5 separate regions of the Mus musculus genome follow, and all the other regions are linked to region 1. A link is a contact called in public HiChIP or PLAC-seq data. All regions are on one chromosome and are shown on one strand. The core of a region is the stretch at or near the end of the contact, and the rest is flanking DNA. Distances in the headings are between cores, read along the strand shown. Region 1 has its middle 18 kb from the start of Ppp1r9a. Region 2 holds the start of Peg10 (paternally expressed 10). Region 3 overlaps Ppp1r9a (protein phosphatase 1, regulatory subunit 9A). Region 4 overlaps Sgce (sarcoglycan, epsilon). Region 5 overlaps Gm38761 (a long non-coding RNA gene).

Region 1 (2,700 bases), core at 155-2,654:
TTATTACTTCCGGGTTTGTGGGGATGGATCTTATTGGACATCCTACTCCTGAAGGCTTAGTAAAGAGAAAACACACTTCTGTAGCAACATCAACAAGACTTGGAAATACACTTAAAATCAGTTTCAGCCTACTGATGCAGCACCAAAGTTATTAAGACAAAACAAAATTGCTTTAGAATGTATTATAAAGTTAATGTTGGTTTAAAGAAGTATGGAAACAGTAAATGAATCAGAAGGAGGGAAGAAAATAGGAGAAGCAGCATGAAGAGATGAAAGAAGAAATAATGAAATAGAAAAAGGTTGCAAAGAGAGAGTCCAGAGGTTAGAAAAAAAGAAAATGAAGGAAGTTTTTTTTTTCTCCAATAATAAAGAACTTCAAAAACAAAACAAAATTAAATAAATGTATGGAGGGAAATAAAACATAAAAATGTAAGAGAACCTTTAAAAGCCTGTAAGTCAAATTAGAAGAACTATTGGGTGAATTAGAGGTGGGGAACAGAGGGGACAAAAAGAGAAAAGAAACTAAAGAGAAATAATTCCCCTAAATGGAAAAATTCTGTAAAGACAATTAGATGAATATATGAAAGGGAGTAAAAAATGAAAGTGGAAAAAAAACCATAAAATGCAAAAATCTTTCTGAAAGTGTAGCAAAAAACCAAAATGATGGGGAGAGGCTCACAAGGCCCCACCCCACCCTCGAACATCTATGGGCAATTACTGGTTACCCAGAGATGGAGAGACATGATGTAGCCACTGACAAGGTACCTGTGCTCTTGCAAATAACCCCTAGTCCATGTTCCTATGACAAAGGCTAATGAAACACACAGGTACTCACAAGTAGGTGTAACACACACACACACACACACACACACACTCCATAGGCATAAGGACATGAGAATAGAAGGGACACTAGCAAGGAAGAAAAAAGGGATCACCAGGAGTGAGGCGGGGAGGCGGGAGAGGGATCACTGGGGAGAGATATAGTCAATAGGGTTTCAGCATGTATGATGATGTAATAGTGGAGCCCGTTACTGTGCACATTTAATATAAGCTAATGAAGATATTTAAACAATAGCAATTCAAAACCCAAGAGATATCCCTCAAAGAAAATAAAAGAAAAAGAGAACAAAATAATAACAACAAAAAACCAACCAACCAGACCCCAAAACACCAAACCAACCAACCAGATAAACAAAAATCTGTGCTGGAGCAGGTTCTTTTCAGGACCTCAAAAATTGGAGACTTCCAATTAATTCCTGAACTGGAGGAAAGCTGACCTACGGGGTGCACACTCCCTTTGGTTTACAGGGTTGTATTGTTGAGTCTGTGTGAGACTGCTGTCAATCAGACCAGGTTCACAGTGGCCATTTTTGTCCTTAGCATACCAGGGATCTCTCTGGCCACACCTAACTATGTTATGTGGGCTGGAGAGATTCTCGTTCCTGACATTCTCAAGTGATTCCCTCTAGGTTGACTGCTTTGTGTGGGAGGTATTCTTCCAGGGCGTTGGGAGTGTGAAAATTCACTGACACACTGAGATAAGTAAATGAGGAGGGTCTGCTTTTGTACCTACAAGACCTCCTGAGTACCAGATTTCCCTACTGGATGGAGACAGTTGGTATTGTGTACTCCTGGAAATTCAAAGTTTTGGGGCTCAGAGCAGTAATCAGCAGGTAGTAGGGCACAAAAATTTTTATCTACCCTCTGACCTGAAGTGCAGAGCTATCAAGTCCAGGGTAATTCTCAGTTGGTAAGATCTGTTCCTGGCCACCAAGGACAGGGCTATATCTTGCCCTATGCACACTCCAGCCCAAACCCAGGAGATCCAGCCTCCTGTCCCCTGGGTTCTGGATAAGATGATCCATCAGTAGTTGACCCTTTTGCTCTCTACAGTTGCCTCTTGGGTCATCCCACAGGTCTATCACAGGCCAATTTGAGGCTCGATGACTTGTTCCCCGATGTCAGACTCTCTGAGTGGCACAAGTTTTCACACTAGGGTGGTTCTAGTGCTACCCTCCTTGTGTCACAGCATGCCACAATGTTACTCCTACTGCTGGAATCAATGGATGAAAAGTTGTCTGCCTGATTTGAGACTCTGAGGGCTGTGGACTTTTTCTGTGCTTAGGACTTTAATCTGACTTAGCTCTTAGAAGCTAAGTTCCTTCCTGGGAACTGCAAGGCTAAGGCTACACTTGATGTTCTCTGAGCTGCACATCTGCTTCTTATCTTTTCCAGAACTCTTGCATTTCTCTCATGGACTTCTGAAGCATCCGTATTATTGTTCTCTTTGGACTAAAGTAGAATGGGTTGATTGTGATTCGAACCCAACTTGGCCCCAAACTTGCTATTTAGCTGAGGATGATTTTCAGCTACTGGGATGACGGGTGTGCACTGCTATGCTCAGTTCTAGTTTCCTTACTCTCTCTCTGTCTCTGTCTCTCTGTCTCTCTGTCTCTGTCTCTTTCTCCATCACCCATACAGAGTCAGGGCCTGTCCTATATCACACTCTGAACTCCCACAATTCTCTGCTCCTTTAGATGTTCTAACAAACTCTTCACATAAGAACTGATGTGGGGTCTTCTTCCAAGTGTCAGAGTAAAAGGATTTTTGAATTGAGTAACTGATTATGAGTCAGGTTCAAATATTCGGTATATAATACCATTCAATGTGTTCCAAATTTTAAAGTAGATATAAATCTTG
Region 2 (2,762 bases), core at 31-2,530, 140 kb after region 1:
TTGTCCCCTCACCAAGGAGAGATACGTTCTCTCGTCTTCCCAACGCTACTTTCTGTGTCACTTAAGAGGCTGCAGGTCTTATGCCTGTGCCGCAGTTTGTAGCGCATTTTCTAAATTCACTCTTGTTGCGCTTTTGCGTTTGGTTACTCTCCTGCAGCTTTCCAAATTGAATACGTGAAACACGAATCGGTTTTGGGTATCACCGTAGTTCGGGCTGGTTTGTGGCGCATGAAGCGCCCCGTTCGCCCCGTTCACAGGTTCGCCTGTTCGCCCGTTTCATTTGCTCGTTCGTACGCTGAAGCGCATGAAGCGCCCATTAGTACAGTGAAGCGCATGGCGCGCCCATTAGTACAGCGAAGCGCATTAAGCGCTCATTAGTACATCGTAGCACATGAAGCGCCCATTAGTACAGCGAAGCGCATGAAGCGCCCATCAGTTCGTAGCGTGTGAAGTGCCTATGAGTATTTTGTAGCGCATGAAGCGCCTATGAGTATTTTGTAGCGCATGAAGCGCCTATGAGTATTTTGTAGCGCATGAAGCGCCTATGAGTATTTTGTAGCGCATGAAGCGCCTATTAGGATTTTGTAGCGCATGAAGCGCCCGTTAGTTTATCACAGCGCAAGACGCGGCCGTCTGCAGTGCAATCCGTTCGTAGCGCGGCACTTAAGAGTGCAGAGCCAGTCACTTTGCAGCGTATTTGGGGAGCTCATCACAATTCGGTCAGTAGCTCATGTGCGTCTGCAGCTCATCGCTGTCCGCAGCTCATGTGTCTACCGACCATTTCTGGACGCGAGTCGTGGAAACCGAATTCGCGGACCCGAAGCCGTGAAGACTTGCTTTCCACGCTCTCGTCTCAGGATCTGGCCACTGAAGGCTTGACAAAATTTGCGAGGAGATATTTTGGGGGGCGCTACTTTTATCTCCCGCAGCTCCCGATGTAAAACGGGGATTGCGTGTGACCGTTTTCTTGGAGTTAAAAAAAAAAAAAAAATCCTAACCATACTCACCACACGAGGATTCCTCTGCGATGCCACGAAGGATGAGGGGTCCCGCGACGGCCCGGTCCACTGGGTGACCGCGGTCCGGAGAAGGCTCCGGACCGCAGCCCGCGCAGCAGACCTAGGCGAGGCTCGGTGGACCTTCTCGGTTGGCTGCTCTCCCCAGGTCGTAGTTGGTCAGGATTCTTCGACACACACCAACTCAAGTTGGAAACGCGTGTATCGGGAGTCCGGACTGCTTGCCTTATATAGAGAGATCCTAGGAGGGGGGGCGCCAAATCCCAGCGTGCTTCGCGAGCAGCGGGGGCGGAGGGGGGCGCGTGGGCGGGCGCCTTGGGGGATGGGGTGGGGGCGCGGCATGCACTGCTTTGGCCCGCCGCTAGGGGCAGCATGGGCTCAGGAAGGGGGGGTGCGCGATGCTGAACTGGCCAAGCTGGGAGGAAAAAAAGAAAGGGAGGGGAGGGGAGGATCGAGGACGGTTGGCTTAGGCAGGCCAAGAATGCTATTATTCTGGTGGTGGGAGCTGGGAGACCCTTGTGCTTGGACGGGAAAGGGTCGGGGGACACTCAAGATGAGCCCCGCGACCACTGGCACATTCTTACTGACAGGTTAGTGGCCTGCGCGCGACATGGAGGTTCAGGGGCCCACAGGCCGCCGCCTCACACTCCCCCACTCGGGTTCCGGGGTACCAGGGCGTGCCCAAAGGGTGCTAGTCCCGCTCTATGCCCAATGCCTCCCCCTCACAGCACCCCTCTTTCAGGACACCCTGCAGCCCACCTTTTGGGCCAAGTGGGTCCCTCCCCAGGCTTGACCCCTGGCCTTCTCTTTCTCTCTGCACCCCCACGGCCCCTCCCTGTCCAGCAGGGCAGGAATTCAGCTCCAGTTTCCATTAAGAAGGGCGCCCCTCCTCGCCCCCCCAGCCTAGTGGTGGACATCTTCTGATCCCTGAAACAGACTTGGGGGGTCGTTGCCCCTCGGGGTGGGGATGGGGGTTTTATCCCACAATTGAGACTCCCTGGCCTAGATGTGAACCAAAGGACATGTCTGGCCAGCTGCTTTCTCTCTTACACAAAGATGTACATCTTTTCTCATTTTCTGGGATCTGGTTGAGAGAGAAAAAGACCACCAAAATGTGACATTTAAAAGATCGAAGCCCCCCCCCCCCCGCGCGCTTTTTTTTTTTTTTTTTTTTTAAAGCATATTTCCTGGTGGCGCGAACCTGATTTTTCCTTAGGTTTTACCGAACACGGAAGCAGGATCATGAAATTCTGGGAGCCAAACGGCGGTGTGCAGGTCAGGGTCAACCATGGCTGGGGGCCAGAGATGCTGCAAACAGCACCCATTGCCCTACTAAATACGTTACGAAGGGAAAGCAAGAACAATTGAAAACAGCTGTGGATGCTTCCAATGTTCTTGGCGGGCTTTGGAAGCCTTCAGCTACGGACTTTGTGAGGTTTACACGGAGACCTCAGCTTCCCCCCCCACCCCGCGCCGTTTTATGTTTCTAAATCTTGTGGGTGAATGAATGTTTTGGGGAGCAGTAACTGTAGGTTCAAACCTTTGAAACAGGTCACCGAGACTCAGCTCCAAGCATTTCCTTGGCTTGAAACATAAACCTGTAAATTTTTTTTGTTTGTTTGTTTGTTGTTGTTGTTTTGTTAGAGAAATTTGCAAAGGAACAAGGCATTCAAATACTGACTGGGAAAGGATGTTAAATAAAACCTTAATTCGGATTCCCACCTAAGCTGCTCAAAGTCTTAGGTG
Region 3 (2,700 bases), core at 163-2,662, 230 kb before region 1:
TTTGACTAGAGAGCTCCAGAGCGTATTAGTCAGGAATGCCACTTAACCAAAGTAGCCAGCTAACTCATCTCCACTTAACCAGCTAACTCATCTCCATTTAACCAGCTAACTCATCTCCATTTAACCAGCTAACTCATCTCCATTTAAAACACATGGAAAACCCAAAGCATGTATTCACTGTGAATCAGAAAACAGATCACTCGACGTAGGCAATAATTATTTTGTAATTTTAAAAAGACTATGGAAACAATACAGCATCGTTTGAAAGCAACTGAAGATATTTTTAAGTCTCTGAAAACATACATTTGATAGAAATGAACAACAATAGCTAGAACTGTATCTTGTACAAGAATTTTACAGTTTCCTTTGATGTCTCACTATTTCATAGAGATTAAAAATATTTTCTTTTATTAATATTTTTCTCTTCAACAAATTTAAATAATGTGAAGTGAGTATATCTCAAGATTTCCAGTAGCAGCTGAATCTAAATTAATTACACAATGCATAGAATGAGCTTATAACTTTACTTCTTAGACATGGGAAGTTTTTCCTAAAAAGAAATTAATGTTCCACATTAAAACAATACATTGCTTCCAGTAAATTAGCTGAAATTATTATAAGGTAAATGACAGAAAGGAGATTTGCTATACCAGCTTATATTTTAGAAATTAATACACAGATGCTTGAGCCATTAAAAATATTATTTTTAATGAAATTTCAGAGAGACTAAACAGTTTAAATCTACTTAAAACACCAAGTGCCCTGTGGCCTTCTCTGGTTATGTGCGGTTATGCTCAGTCTCAAGACAGGTCCATCGATGTACTTAATGTTGGAAATGACCATCTCATGGAAATATGCTCTCAAGTGCACGGGAGCAAATCCATTACTCCCAGAGTATCTGAAGTTTAAAGAGTACAATTCAAACACCACGGAGCGGTGCTTACCTTGGTCTTCAATTTTTGAATCTCTGCTTCTGTAACTGCATGTTTGATTTGCAACTGAAAATTGAAAAGAAAAACATCTCAACTAAGAGTGTTTCTATATTTTTAAAGACTCAGCAGCGAGAAGAATATCTTATGACACAATTAAAAAAATGCTCAGGACCCTGCTGCATTGCAGCAGGTTGTAATTACAAATGTCTAGCATGTAAAATGACTCAGTGGGTGCAAACTAATTAAACATAGGGTTTATGACTCACGGTCCCTAATATCCGATTAAGTTACCAGTTTAATTGCTAAGGGGCCAAAGAAAAGAAAACTCATTTCTTGGCCTCTGCTGCTCTGCCTTTACGATCTGAGCGTCCAGGAGCTGTTTCCTTCCTGAGGCTCGCCCACAGAATGGCTTGAGCCAGCCAGTCAACAGGCCTCGCACAGTGTGAAGAGTCATTCCCACATCGTGCAGAAAGGTGGCGCTGTGGCTCTGTGAGTCGCTCTCACATTCCGCAGAGCAGCTCTGCAGCAGAGGAAGGAGTGGGACGCAGTGGCACAGAAATCTCCGGTTTGTTTTCCGTTTGTGTTCCTTTTTAACCGCAGGAAAGGTACAGATTCAAAATTCTGCCTTCCAAAAGATCTACCTGTATAAAGACTCCAAGCCCCAAAGCATTTTCTTTACAACACAATAGTGGTCTTTGCCATTTGTTTGCTTTACTCCCCCGCCCCCACTCCCTCCCCGACCACGACTGTTTTCCTTCTAGGGGTCATTCATTTCTTTAAGGGCTAAACACCCTTGAATTTAGGGAAAACAGTTTACAGGTTCACAATTTGTTCTCTGGATGTTTTTGATGGGAAGGATGTTTTTGAAATTCCCAATTCTCCCGGTTTTATAGGTCCAAACAGCCCAGTGGAGGGTCTGGGGAGGGAGACACTTTGCAGCCAAGCCCATGAACATTTTCTGCTCTGCAGCTGAGCACAGCCACTAAGTGATGCAGGTGGCACTGTTTCTTTTGGTTATGCTGAATCCTAAATTGGTTTGCCACAAAGTTACTGAAGACCACATCCCACCATCTCACCCCCCCCCCTTTTTTTTTTGTCCAAAGTACTTCGGAGTTAGGACTGTACCGAATCTGGGTTTCTTGGTTTTATGCCACAATCTTAGTGGTCCGTCTCACTCAGATGCCATTAGCAGATACCCAAAGTGTGAGTGTGCCAGGCAAGGAAACTACACCAAGCTTTCTCAGTGAAAAATACTGGCAGAGGTCTTTTGTGCTCACCAGAAATCCTGATCCCTTAGTGAGTACAGCGATGTGGGGAAACTGAGGCTCAGAGCAAATGATCAACCTAACTGTACAAAAAAAACCAACACTAGAACTGGATTAGATCTTGGATATCTAGGTTCTGATCTTGTGCCATTTCTCTAAAAAATTAAAGATGAACTTTATAAGCATCTACTGAGGGGCTCTAGGCAAGATGCTGTAAAGATAACACCCCCCCACACACCTCTCTCAAATAAACAGCCATGATAACCTGCCACTCAAGAATAAAGCCACAAAAGAATATTCTTTAATATACAACATGGAAATGTATATACAACCACAAGGAATTATTTTCCAGAGGTATTATATTCTTAGAGAATAAAGCAAATTCATATGCCTGGATGATTTTTTTCCCATCCATTACTAACAAAAATATCTACTCTGTTGTTTAAACTAATCTGAGTGTGGGCTCTGTTTATAGCTTTCAGTAAGAACGCGCGCGCGCACAC
Region 4 (2,700 bases), core at 35-2,534, 210 kb after region 1:
GAATTTGCTGATAGAGAGAAAGAAATAAGAAATATTGAGGTGTGTGTTACAGATCTGTGTCTTGGGAGGTCACTGGTCAGCAGTGGGTTGTAAGGGACGAAGAACTACATCAGAGCTGTCAGAGGCTCCAAGGGAGACATGAAGGTGTAAACGAAGGGGACAGATTTAACGAAAGCTGAGAAACATCCCAGTGATTGCCTTTGGGAACGGAAAGAAACGTCAAGGGGGACTCGAAACTCTTCCTAGTCCAGGCAGGGAAATGGCCTTTTTTGGCATGAAGATAGCATGTTTAGTGAATAAAGGTAGTGATATGCCTTCAAAGCTGTTATAACGTACCAGTGATGATTGTACGATATGATGATGTATATAGACATATGTGTATGCACAGATCCATACCGGTTTTATGATCTAGACCTAGTTTGAGATTGTACACATCAGTAATTTAATTGCTGGCATCACTGTGTTTATATCTTTATCCACTGTTATTAGCCGTGTGATTTTCAAACTTTAAGGCTATTTTCACGTATAAGAAAATAGAAAAACTAATAAGACCTATGTTTTAGAATCATGAGGGAGTTTTGTTATGGCATATGGTAAGAATTTCATGGACATTATCAGAGATTGCTATTTGTCTTCCTTGGTCTTCAGTTCTCTCATGTATGTGCATAGCTCAATGCCCCACAGGGTGCAAAACCTGAGCCCGTTATCTGAGTGATACCTCTCCGAGCAGATTTCTATCTTAATGTGTCTTGGTCTCTGATTACCAGTGTGCAAACACATTTTTACTCAATAATGTTAATCATTTCTAGGAACTTGCCACACCAGACTCAGATCCCTCAACCGCAGACTACAGGTGAGTACTAAGATGCTAATTCAGTGTTTATGGATGAGCTAATATAGTAAAAGATTGTCATAGCACTCTATAATTGATGACACTTTTGTCTTCATCACGGGAGGCAAAACAGTTGTATCATTCCTTAATTAGACTGAGGAGCTCAGAAGAGTGGCTTAGACTTTTGCATCAATGGGCCTCAGAACGACAAACAAATGGTAAATGATCTTAAAGCAGCAGTGTCCTTCCGTGGAGGTCTTGTCTAATTAAGAAAGATGCATTCCACTCCCTTTCTACATGGGAACTCCTTATTCTTCCCCTTGGTATAAAAGATTTTTAGCTTGGGTGGGTCCAGGATTTGTCTCAGTAAGTGATCAGGTTGAAACTGACTCTCACAAAGGGCAACCATTGTGACTAATTGCTGAGCCTTCAGGGCGATCAATGAGAAATGGTTGGCCTGTTTTAAAGCTGCTTTAAAAAGCCATTAGAATATGACCAGTGAGGACAAGATGATGGGCAAGTCTCCCTGGCTGTTCTCTTTCCCCAAGCCATGCTTTCTTTAAGTTCATTTCTTTCAAGTGTCCCTAAAAAATCTCCACAGCCAATTATTTCATTCATTCTTAACTTATTCACAATTGTCTACTAATTAGTGGTTGGTTCCTAGTTCTAATTGCCAGGCAACCAGTAATGCCTTTGTTCCTCTTTTGGAAAGCAAGAGAAGTTCTAAAAATGTAAGTTGAGTGTGGAATTCTAAGTATGAATAGTGGCTTTGTGGTGGGAAAAGCCATTAAGTGAGTCTCAAAAAAAAAAAAAATGCCAGCCACATTAGAAATGTATTGGATGTTTTCATTCAGAGTTATCTCCTCTATTACTGCTCTCGGGAATTTAAGGAGATTTTCGTTTGACAACTTTTCAAAGATTTGAGGCAAGTATAATAAAGTTTTTCATCAGATTTTAATTATAAGATGATGTTTATCAGAATTGTTCCTAGGGTTTTGATTGCTTCATTTAATTAAATGCTAATATGATTCAAGTAGACCATTCAATATATTGATGGGTGGTGTGCGTCTGTAAACATCCAGGGGATTGATGACGAAACAAACTTAGTTATAAATATTCGTCACTGAAAGAGGAAAACATTCAAGTTCTTACTTCTAATTTCATGGCTATCTTTTTAAAGAGAAAAAAAAATTAAAGGAACACGACTGTAACCAAACTGATAGAGCACCTTTCTCTCTAACCAAGGAAGTCTGTCTCTCCTGAGATGTCAGCTTTCTGACTCTTGTTCACTTGTGGCGTGCAATGAGTAGAAATCACAAAATTTCTAGGAAAGTTATAAACATTTTTTCGAGACTTGTGAAAAGCTAGATTTTTTTCACTCTCTGCCTCCTAGGAGAATAGAGATCTTGAATAGGTGCTGTTGGAGATAGTATCAGTAGATAATGGGACTTGTTTGATATGTTGGGGTGCTGTGCTCAGCACTGGGCAGCTTTCCTTGTCGGGAGCAGCACATGGGCAGAGCTGGGTACACTGATGAAGAAGGGCTTCCTTCCCCTTGGAGGTCTTTTGGCTGCTCAACCTCATTTTTTCCAATATTTTTCTAAAAAGATTTTTGGGAAAGTAGCATTTCGATGGAAAGAGTTCCTCCTTCTGGTTAGGGCGGACCTCGTACTCTCTTGTTTTCTGCACGTTGATGCGTGTTACAGACCAGACGGTAGGATCTTCTCGTGGGTGCTTTGCTGTTACTGTTTTCTCAGTGAGCCTCTCAAGGATCTGTGTGCAGAAGGGAGCGAGACCACCCTAGCACTGGGTGCTAACTAGGAGAGATGGTTCTTTCTGCCTCCCAAACATTTAAAGCATTAAAGGTG
Region 5 (2,700 bases), core at 131-2,630, 230 kb after region 1:
TTGAGTTCAATCTTGAGTTGGATAGTGACACATGAAGGGGACAGTCGCAGGCTGAGCTCTAGATGACTGGCCAGCTGCTCTAACCTGGCCAGTTCCAGGCACAGAGAGATCTCATCTCAGAAAACCAAAGTGGATGGCACCGGAAAGTTGTCCTTCCACAGACACACACACACACACACACACACACACACACACACACACACACACACACATACACTCACACTCACTCACACACACACACACACACTCACACTCACTCACACACACACACACTCACTCACACTCTCTCTCTCACACACACACTCACTCACACACTCTCTCTCTCACACACACACACACACACACACACACACACACACACTCACACTCACTCTCACACATATTCTCTGTCTTTCTTGCTCACTTTCTCTCCCCCCCCCCCCCCTACAATGGAAAGGTAGTATCTTAATAGAGAAAGACACTAAGGAATATTTTTAGGTGAGAAAAAGCTCAAAACTCTGGTATGTTTTATGTTAGGAGGGGAAAAAAATAGCAATTTTCTTTGCCATCTTTGAAACAAATTTTCAAGAACACAAGAAGCTAAGAGACAGGATTCCTTGTAGTTGGGTGGTAGAAAGCACAAGAACTGGGCAAACCAGGAAAACCTGAAACTTTGTGCTACTTCTCCTTAGGACGTTTTACATTTTGAACTACCAAAATCTATTTCCATATAACAATAAATACATAACCAAACATTTTGTCCTTGGAAGAAGTTAGTGACCGGTGCTGGTAACTACACAGCCAAGTGTCTTGATCTTGGGAGAGAGGTTAGTGGCAGGTGGTGGCTCCCGCATACCTTCCCATCTCAGCAGACTTTCTGTCTCCTCTGGCTTTTAAAGATAACCAGAACCCTGGAGGCTCCGCGAGGAATGCCGACCCTCTGGAACCTTCTTTCTGATCTCACCGAGTGATAGACCGATCTCTCCACTGATTTTTTTTTTATTTTTTTATTTTAATGGCTAGATTCTTCCTGTAAATGAAGCATGCACTCCCGCTTCGTGGCGGGATCACTGCGATTTAAGTTTCTGTCTCCTAAAATGTCCGCTCTTACTCACAGTCCTGCTCGGATTAGAACTGTGGAAAACTATGGAACCCCGGGCCTGGCACGGAAGACTCAAGGCCGTAGAAAAGAATTAAAAACTAGACGATTACAACACAGAAGAGAAAAATAATTCACAATGACTAAGTAAGACTCAAAAGCAAGCTATCAGCACATCCGTGAAAGTGCAAAACTCCGGCCAGTGTCAGCCATATCGCTTTTGGCTCACTGACTTAGCAAATGTAGGCGTGAGCTGCTAGAGGGACACAGGGTGACAGAAAGCTTTTGTCTGCACGCTAAAACCCTCACCAGAACGGCCATCTTTCTTGCACACCGTGATTGCACACCGTGATTGAGCTGCGGGAAGCACTAAGGGCTGGTAGTTTTTACAGGAAGACCTTAGAATTTGCTCTCAGTCACGGACAGTCGGGGCTCTGGACATTCATACCTACATTGGCGGGGTCCCAGACAACACAGACAGTGTCACAGAAAGCCCACAGTAGCACATTTCAAAAGGAAAAAAAAAAAGTGACGTAAACACAAAGTGTCAGTAGGCTACTGAGAACGACTAGCTTTGCTGTGATCCGAGTTCTTTCTGAGTTAGCTAGTTATGAAATGAAAACCAATGCGCTGAAATGAACTGTTCTATGCTGCCGTACACACTAGAAAGCAGCAGCCACAAGTTAGACAACACCTTGATTAAAATAATTTTAAAATCCTTATATAAGGATATTAAAAGTAAGCACATTAAACTTTTTTTCTACTTTGCTTTTTAATTTTGTTTTTTTTTTTTTTTTGACTAAGAGAAATTATGATTGTGTGAATTTTATTTTCTTTTGTTTGTATGACTAAGCCATTCTTTCTGCATCGGAGATTAAAATTAAATTATATTTTGTCTCCCTCCATTCTTTGCTTATTAAAATACTGTGTTCTCTGTATTATTAATTTTCACATACATATGACTATCCCTGTTTTTTTTTTCTGTTTTTTGCATGGAGCATGAGAATTTAATTGTAAATTCTGGTTTATCATTATTATTAACTATAAATGATCCCTTAATTTTTTATTTTTGTTTTCAGGCTTTAGTAACTTGTATGTTAGCTCCAGAGATCTTTAAGTACTCAGCCAAGGTAGGTTATTGCGATTGTCCTGGAAGTGTTGCTCTGAGATGCCGGCTATAAATGCACTATATAGGATGGCAGTGGACAGATAACCCCCACTTTAAACCTTGGGAACAGCCTTGGTGTTATTAGAAGTTCTGTCTGTCTGTGACTACTGATCCCAGCCACGGCCAGGCATGACAAAGGTATTAACTGACCATACACCTTTTCAATACTTGGCATCTCTGATGGACAGTCTTAGTTCTAGGGTCCCCACCACCCTCACTATGATTTCTTGACACTGTTGTGACACATCTTCTTAAGGATCCTGGCACACACACTGTTCTGTGTGTAAATGTCACAGCCTGCAAAGGGGCTTTGTCTGTGGACCCCTGCTATGTCATTTCTCCCTTCTTTTTCACAAGTATTTCCCATAGCCGATCTTTTAGACATCTAATTCCTTTTGCTTTCTGGGTACACAGCAGGCAGCTAGAGAAGTTTGAGAAGATAGATGGTAAAAAT

Evidence for each region. HiChIP or PLAC-seq counts read pairs in DNA pulled down with a chosen protein or histone mark.
Region 2: an H3K27ac HiChIP or PLAC-seq map of trophoblast stem cells shows a contact between it and region 1, with 15 read pairs. The contact joins the promoter of Peg10 here to the enhancer-like site in region 1. A contact is called at or near these places in 17 of 484 Hi-C or Micro-C datasets (cortical neurons, embryonic stem cells, microglia and 4 more), 7 of 115 datasets of contacts at active chromatin or transcription factors (embryonic limb bud, embryonic midbrain, embryonic stem cells and 3 more) and 2 of 9 other capture datasets (adipose tissue and embryonic stem cells).
Region 3: a contact with region 1 is called in an H3K27ac HiChIP or PLAC-seq map of embryonic stem cells, with 2.1 times the contacts expected there. The contact joins two enhancer-like sites. A contact is called at or near these places in 21 of 484 Hi-C or Micro-C datasets (bone marrow-derived macrophages, embryonic stem cells, extraembryonic endoderm stem cells and 7 more), 11 of 115 datasets of contacts at active chromatin or transcription factors (bone marrow-derived dendritic cells, embryonic forebrain, embryonic limb bud and 2 more) and 3 of 9 other capture datasets (adipose tissue, embryonic stem cells and liver).
Region 4: a contact with region 1 is called in an H3K27ac HiChIP or PLAC-seq map of embryonic stem cells, with 9 read pairs. The contact joins two enhancer-like sites. A contact is called at or near these places in 1 of 484 Hi-C or Micro-C datasets (embryonic stem cells), 3 of 115 datasets of contacts at active chromatin or transcription factors (embryonic stem cells and trophoblast stem cells) and 1 of 9 other capture datasets (embryonic stem cells).
Region 5: a contact with region 1 is called in an H3K4me3 HiChIP or PLAC-seq map of embryonic stem cells, with 30 read pairs. The contact joins two enhancer-like sites. A contact is called at or near these places in 14 of 484 Hi-C or Micro-C datasets (differentiating embryonic stem cells, embryonic stem cells, extraembryonic ectoderm and 1 more), 7 of 115 datasets of contacts at active chromatin or transcription factors (embryonic stem cells and stem cell-derived neural progenitor cells) and 1 of 9 other capture datasets (embryonic stem cells).

Annotation. Positions count from the first base shown.
Region 1 is chr6:4,883,220-4,885,919 of GRCm38.p6, reverse strand. No RefSeq gene overlaps it. Among named protein-coding and RNA genes, the nearest start is that of Ppp1r9a, 18 kb to the left of the region's middle. Within about 2 kb of position 1,404, at least 10 of the 459 cell types and tissues checked have an H3K27ac peak or open chromatin away from gene starts, as enhancers often do. A contact at or near this core is called in embryonic stem cells, extraembryonic ectoderm and trophoblast stem cells, where this site is marked.
Region 2 is chr6:4,745,824-4,748,585 of GRCm38.p6, reverse strand. Peg10 (paternally expressed 10) reads right to left here and starts at 1,280. Exons shown (of 2, transcript NM_130877.2): 1 at 1,008-1,280. Sgce (sarcoglycan, epsilon) reads left to right here and starts at 1,382. Exons shown (of 11, transcript NM_011360.3): 1 at 1,382-1,606. The coding sequence starts at 1,498.
Region 3 is chr6:5,109,298-5,111,997 of GRCm38.p6, reverse strand. Ppp1r9a (protein phosphatase 1, regulatory subunit 9A) reads right to left here. Exons shown (of 16, transcript NM_001363809.1): 8 at 945-998. Among named protein-coding and RNA genes, the nearest start is that of Gm46949, 43 kb to the left of the region's middle. Within about 2 kb of position 1,412, at least 212 of the 459 cell types and tissues checked have an H3K27ac peak or open chromatin away from gene starts, as enhancers often do. A contact at or near this core is called in embryonic stem cells, where this site is marked.
Region 4 is chr6:4,676,220-4,678,919 of GRCm38.p6, reverse strand. Sgce (sarcoglycan, epsilon) reads left to right here. Exons shown (of 11, transcript NM_011360.3): 10 at 810-853. Among named protein-coding and RNA genes, the nearest start is that of Gm38761, 23 kb to the right of the region's middle. Within about 2 kb of position 1,284, at least 9 of the 459 cell types and tissues checked have an H3K27ac peak or open chromatin away from gene starts, as enhancers often do. A contact at or near this core is called in embryonic stem cells, where this site is marked.
Region 5 is chr6:4,657,736-4,660,435 of GRCm38.p6, reverse strand. All of the region lies in intron 1 of Gm38761 (a long non-coding RNA gene), which reads right to left. Among named protein-coding and RNA genes, the nearest start is that of Gm38761, 4.5 kb to the right of the region's middle. Within about 2 kb of position 1,380, at least 5 of the 459 cell types and tissues checked have an H3K27ac peak or open chromatin away from gene starts, as enhancers often do. A contact at or near this core is called in embryonic stem cells and extraembryonic ectoderm, where this site is marked.